Linked DNA regions of Mus musculus: region 2 is linked to region 1. A link is a contact called in public Micro-C data. All regions are on one chromosome and are shown on one strand. Each heading gives the region's core, a stretch centred on a gene start, on an enhancer-like site or on the middle of the called end of the contact. The rest is flanking DNA. Distances are from core to core; before and after follow the strand shown. Region 1 has its middle 8.4 kb from the start of Gm26176. Region 2 has its middle 78 kb from the start of St8sia2.

The links. Hi-C and Micro-C count contacts between places; a contact is called where the count stands out from the background.
Region 2: a Micro-C map of muscle stem cells shows a contact between it and region 1, with 7 times the contacts expected there. The contact joins two enhancer-like sites. A contact is called at or near these places in 1 of 39 promoter capture datasets (stem cell-derived epiblast-like cells), 7 of 484 Hi-C or Micro-C datasets (adipose-derived mesenchymal stem cells, cortical neurons, embryonic somatosensory cortex and 3 more), 1 of 115 datasets of contacts at active chromatin or transcription factors (astrocytes) and 1 of 9 other capture datasets (embryonic stem cells).

The regions. Positions count from the first base shown.
Region 1 is chr7:73,652,978-73,656,007 of GRCm38.p6, reverse strand. No RefSeq gene overlaps it. Among named protein-coding and RNA genes, the nearest start is that of Gm26176, 8.4 kb to the right of the region's middle. Within about 2 kb of position 1,382, at least 7 of the 459 cell types and tissues checked have an H3K27ac peak or open chromatin away from gene starts, as enhancers often do. A contact at or near this core is called in muscle stem cells, where this site is marked.
Region 2 is chr7:73,934,359-73,937,388 of GRCm38.p6, reverse strand. No RefSeq gene overlaps it. Among named protein-coding and RNA genes, the nearest start is that of St8sia2, 78 kb to the left of the region's middle. Within about 2 kb of position 1,443, at least 3 of the 459 cell types and tissues checked have an H3K27ac peak or open chromatin away from gene starts, as enhancers often do. A contact at or near this core is called in muscle stem cells, where this site is marked.

The sequences.
Region 1 (3,030 bases), core at 133-2,632:
ATCCATCTCCACATCGGCTCTCTGGCGCCATCTTCTGTCAGTTTCCGAAACCCCAAAGATAGGGCTGTTTCTGTCTAATCACATTGTTTTTAAATAACAACCAAAAAAAGTTACATTGTTGAACATATTTCACCCTCTAAACTGAGTGTGTAATCTGGGCACTTGGAAGACTAAGCCAGGATGCTGAGGAGGCTAAACACCTCCTAATCCGATCTCAAAAAAGAGTGTGAACCTAAACAGAAAGAGAACTCTTAAAAGGTGTGATAGGATGCTCAAGTGTAGCTCCCCACAAGCGACGTCTTCTGCGGAAACAGGAAGACTCGGTTCTATTTAAGTGGCAGGCCGTGGAGAGTTTGACCATGCTCCAGTGGTCAAATGACTCAAATTGGACATGGGTCCAATTTTTATCTTATTTTGGGGGTTGGGGGAGGCCACAATGGTGCAGGGAAGGACATGGAAATTCTGAGGAATGAATTTGATCAGGGTGCATAATGTAAAATTCCCAAAGAAGCCATAGAAATTGGAAAAAAAAATAAGGCTAGAGGCAGATGGATTTCTCCAGCCCCGATGTATCTGGATTTGAATAAAAACACCCAAAAGTTGAAACTTTTCTGATTCTTGTGGGATTGCAAACAAAATCTTCCTCTGCTCCACAAAGAAATAAAGAAATGGAAGGTGCTTCTGGAACACTCCACGGGAAAAAGGGAAAAGGCCACTTTCAGAGTTATAATCCCACCACAGTTTGTACTGTCTTTGAAATGGTAAGAGCTTTAAAGTGTCCCTGTGGCCTCAAGAGACCCAGTGCTGAGGGGAGCTGGGAAAGACTGGGACATGGGCTGGGTTCCCAAACCAATTTCCCTCTGCACAGCTTCACACAGAGCCCACAGGATTCAAACAAAACACACACATGGGACCCTGGAACAGAGAAAGAAGGAAGACCGTCCTTCCACATCTGGAGCCAAGCATAAGCCGAAAGATTAATTTATGCAGGCAGATCCTTCTGTCGTGGAGAGAAAGCTGAAGAGGAAAAGCAACGCTTCCCCAGAGAGAAAGAAAGTAGATGGACGTTGTAGAGAGACATAATTTTTTTCTCTGTCACTTTTTCCAAAAACTCATGGAGCTTGTCTTGAGGCTGAAGCACTGGGAGTCTATAGTCTGCCCTTTGCTGTGTCTGTAACTCGTCATGGCCTCAGCTGCTACGATCCTCACTGGGACTAACACTGCACTCATCACTGGTCTCAAGAGTGGTCTCATCACTGGTCTTGATACGCCACATCAAGTATCCTTAGGACAGAGGCTGGCCCAATCAGGTGGTCGGCACGCTGGCACCTTCTGGTGATGCTGTGAGAATGTGAGTCCTGACATTGCTGGCAAAAATCTGCATCCTCTCCGGAGCTCACAGACAGCAGCTGGCATCCCTGGACCGCACACCAGCACTATACACCAAGTTAATCCGTTTAACTGACCAAGCAGCCAAAAATAGCCACGATTCAGAGGGGTTGGATATCAAGTTTGTCAGAATAGAGAATTGCTACTAAAAGGAAAAAAAAAATCTCACAGTTTAACAAGTGACAACAGGGTTGCCTTTCCGCAGCCTTGTCCAGTAAGTGGGGAGGACTCCCTCTAGTGGTCAGTTATATAGAGAGCCAAGTTCTCTCCACACTGCAACTCTGTTACCTTCTCCAACTGTGTCAGCCCCATCACCCTCCCCTTCCAGGGACAGGTTTAGATAAAGTGAGAAAGCCCACAGCTCATTCTCGCCTCAGCCTTAAGGGACCAGTCGAATTTCTGCTCAGAGCCCAACAATTAACATCCACACGCAAGGAATTGGGACATAACCCCTTGGTGTTCCCAAGAAAAAGAGAGGAGCAGGAACAAATGGCAGTGAGAAACACCAGTTCCTACCGCATGGAACTTGACTCAGGTTGTACAGCATTCAAGAAGACAAGTGAAAAGCCAGGCTGTTGGGAGATGGTGGAACAAGATGGGGACATGTAAAGAAGACAGGTCAGGAGCACATGTCATTAAAGGAGATATGGGGACCCAAGCCATCCTGTGTCTTTGCTTCCTGACTGTCATGAGGTGAGCACACACCTCCATTGTATGCTCTTACCATGATATACTCCGCTGCCCAGGGCCCAAAGCAACTGGGTCAAGCAACTGTCGACTGAAACCAGAAACCAAACCAAAACTGACCTTTTATCCTCTGAAGTTATTTACCTAGAGGATTTTTGTCACAGCAACAGAAAGCTGACTAACACACTGGGCCTAGCTTAGCTAGATCCTGCCTCAGGCTCTCTCAGAAGGCTAGAATTAAGGTGTCAGCCAGGGTCAGGACCTGAACTGAAAAACCAGCGGCTTCCGAGCTCACCCTCGGGGTGTTCACTAGAGCCCACCCTCAGCCTCTTGCCATGGTGTTACGAAGAAAATCCCAAGTTTGGTTGTTTAACTATGATGAAGAACATGGGCATAGGACCATCGGGTTTTGTTGCCTTTGTTTGTAGTACTGGGAATCAAACTCAGGACCTTAAATTCGTCAGGAAGGTGCTTTACTGCCGAGCTGCAGCCTTCCTACACATAGGCCAAGCTATTCTCCCAGCCGTGCCTTAGCCTCCTGCATGCTGGGATTGCAAGCAGGCATTACCACTCCCAGCTTCCTCTGCCGCTTACTAATTTGACTAGTACGGGTTTATTTTGGCTTATAGTTTAAAAGGATATAACCATCACTAAAGGAAAGGGATGGTGGCTGGTGGCCCCATAGTGGTGAGAGCACATGGCAGGACTTGATCACATCCCAGCGGACCAGGAAGCAGAAATGGGACAGGAAGTAGAACAGCCATGAACGTAAAGACCTACTCTCCATCAAAGCATTTCCTCCAGCGAGGCTCCACCTCCTAGAGATTCCTTGCAAAACAGCGTCCCCATACTTCCAACACTGTTTCAGAGCCCAGTGTTCCTTCTGAGACTCTCTTAACTATGGGGAAGAGAGAGGGAAGCTAAACAATTGGCTCAGTGGTTAAGAGCATTGAC
Region 2 (3,030 bases), core at 194-2,693, 280 kb before region 1:
CAAGAGCCAAGAGATATGGATTAAGTCACCGTGGGTTAGAGAAGATATCTAATGACTCCTTCGTAGTGTTATTGTGAAAATTCAAATCAAGAATGTTCTAGATTTGGGGGTGGCGTGAGGAAGAATAGGAAAGTGCAGTGCTGTAGAGCAGAAAATGTGTGTAGCTCTCAGTGCTCAAGCTTGCACCAAGCCCAGTCATGCCCTTGCCTTGGTCATACCTACCTGACTCCCCTCCACCCTGAGAAGACATCAAAGCCTATCCCACAACTCTTGAACTCTCCTACCGTCTGACTCATTGTTCTGGATACCTAGCCATTTTTCATCTTTCTATAACTTTTCTAAATTATTCTGGTCTCAGGACTTGGGTGTCTGCTGCTTCCCCTGCCCAGAAAGTTGCTTCCCTTCTACCTTACTTACGGCCTCCTCCTCCCCTTTCAGGACTGAAATTGGATGTCACACACTCCAGAATCCTCTGCTTTCTCAGCCAGTCACCCTCTAGTACATATCACATTGTCCTAGGAGGTGGCCTCTAAGAGCTACAATAGTGCACTCATGTCTCTGGGAGACACGTGCCACCAATATCTCCAGTGGATACCTGAAATCACAGAGAGTAGCAAACTCCACATGTACTCGTTCTACTATACATACCAACCTATGATAAACATTAACTTGTAAATTTCACATACTAGGAATAACCAAATACAAAATAGAACGATTATAATATGTTCATTGTTTCATTTTTTATTGTCTGCTAATCTTCTAGAATGTTCTAGGGGTGTGTGTGTGTGTGTGTGTGTGGTGTGTGTGTGTGTGTGGTGTGTGTGTGTGTGTGTGTGTGTGTGAGAAGAGGGGTCATATAAGTCTGTTTCCTGAATGTGGAAGCAGCTGTCCCCTGAGGTAGTAACTAATGTCTCTGCCTGCGGTGTAAGATTCCTTGACTTTCAAGAACCACAGGTAAGCACTGAATTTCTCAGACAATGCTCCACCCCCACCAGACCCTAGGCTGTAGTTTGAACATCTCTAGAAATTTCCATGCAGCACTCAGTTAAACCCTTACCAGAGTCACTTCCTGAAATCTTCAATGGCATTCCCACGGGACTTGACTTGAGACCTTCCCTTTGTTTCTGGTTTCCGAGGTTCCCCCTTCTTGGTTTCAGGCTTGGCTGCATTTTGTGTGGTTGTTTTATTGCTGCTATTGCTGCTGCTGCTGCTGCTTAATCTTTCTCTCTCTCTCTCTCTCTCTCTCTCTCTCTCTTCCTCCTCCTCCTCCTCCTCCTCCTCCTCCTCCTCCTCCTCCTCCTCCCCCTCCTCCTCCTCCTCCTCCTCCTCCTCCTTCTTCTAATATGTATGGGTGTTTTGTCTCTAGGTACAGCTGTGAACCATGTATGTGCCTACAGCCAGCCTATTGAGGACAGAGGAGGGCGTCAGAGATCTTGTTACTGAATTTACAGATGGTTATGAGTCACAATTTGGGTGATACAAATTAAGCTTATGTCCTCTGGAAGAGCAGCGAGTTTGCTGACTCACTAAGTCATCCCTCCAACCCCTGCTGCTTGAGTTAACATGTGCCTACAGTGGGGGGGGGGGGGGACTGACATGGTGTTTGCCTCATTTGGCATTTTCACAGAGGTTATCTCCAGCCACCATAACTATGCTTGGCACAAAGAGCACTTCACTGGCCTCTGTTGTATGAACAACATTACATGAAGGCAGAATGTGAAATGTGGGTGCTTTTGCAGCCCCATGAAGAGAGCAACAGTGTCAATAGGCCAGACCCCACCAGAGCTCCCAGGGACTGGACCACCAACCAAAGAATACACATGGAGCCACCCATGGTGCTGACCACATATGTGGCAGAAGATGGCCTTGTTGGACATCAGTGGGAAGAGAGGCCCTCAGACCTGAGGGTGTTCAATGACCCAGTGTAGGGTAATGCCAGGGTGGGAAAATGGGAGTAGTGGGTGGGTGGAGAAGCACCCTCATAGAGGCAGGGGGAGGAGGGATGGGGTAGGGGGGGTTCTGAAGGGGAGCCCTGGAAAAGGAAAAACATTTCAAATATAAATAAAGAAAATATCCAAAAAAAAACAAATAAATAAATAAAAAGAAAAAGAAAGAAAAGAAAAAGATATGGAAAGAAAAGAAAAGAAAAAGATATGGACCCAACTGGTCCCTGAAATGTTGCGGGAAGAGGCCTACCTTTAGAAAAAAAAACTCAGGACTTCCTCAAGAGGAGAAGAAATCACTTCCCCTTTCTCACAAAATACCTGAGATAACTTATAAAGGCCAAAAGTTGAGCTGGGACAATAATCCAGTGGGTAAAGTGTTTTCCTTGTAAACACAGGACCAGGGTATGATTGGCAGAATCCAGGTTAAAAAAAAAAAAAAAAGCCAAGTACAATGGTATGTCCTTGTGATGCCTATACTAGAGAGACAGTTAGGTCAATTCCAGAGGCTCACTGGCCAGCCAGTTCCAGTGAGAGATACTGTCTGAAAAATACAAATAAACAAACCACAGCAACCCCACCAAGGTGCACAGTACCTAAGCAATGATACCTGAGGTTGTCTTCTGAACTGTACATGTATTTACACACATATGCATGTGCACCTTCACACACATATGCACGCACGCACACACACACAAACATGAGCATATGCAAATGCATACCAGGCAAACAAACAAAAATTTAGGCTCAGAATTTCCAGTTTCAGTCTATGGACACTTGACCAAACCATTGTTGGTTCTAACAAGCAAGCAAGCAAACAAACGAAACCATTATGGCACATAGCAGAGGCAAACTACTCACTTGTGCTATACAGTGGGGGTGGGACTAGCATTCCACATCCATTCAAGAGTACGCCCCCAATGACCTGACTTCCTCTTGCTAAGCCTCATCACCTCCCAAAAGTGCCACAAGCTGATGACCAAGCCTTTAATACATGGATACATCGGTCTTTGGAGCCATTTAAGGCCCAAGTCCTAGAACCTCCTACAGTGTTCAACCTTATCAACTGGTCTATGTGGCTATAATT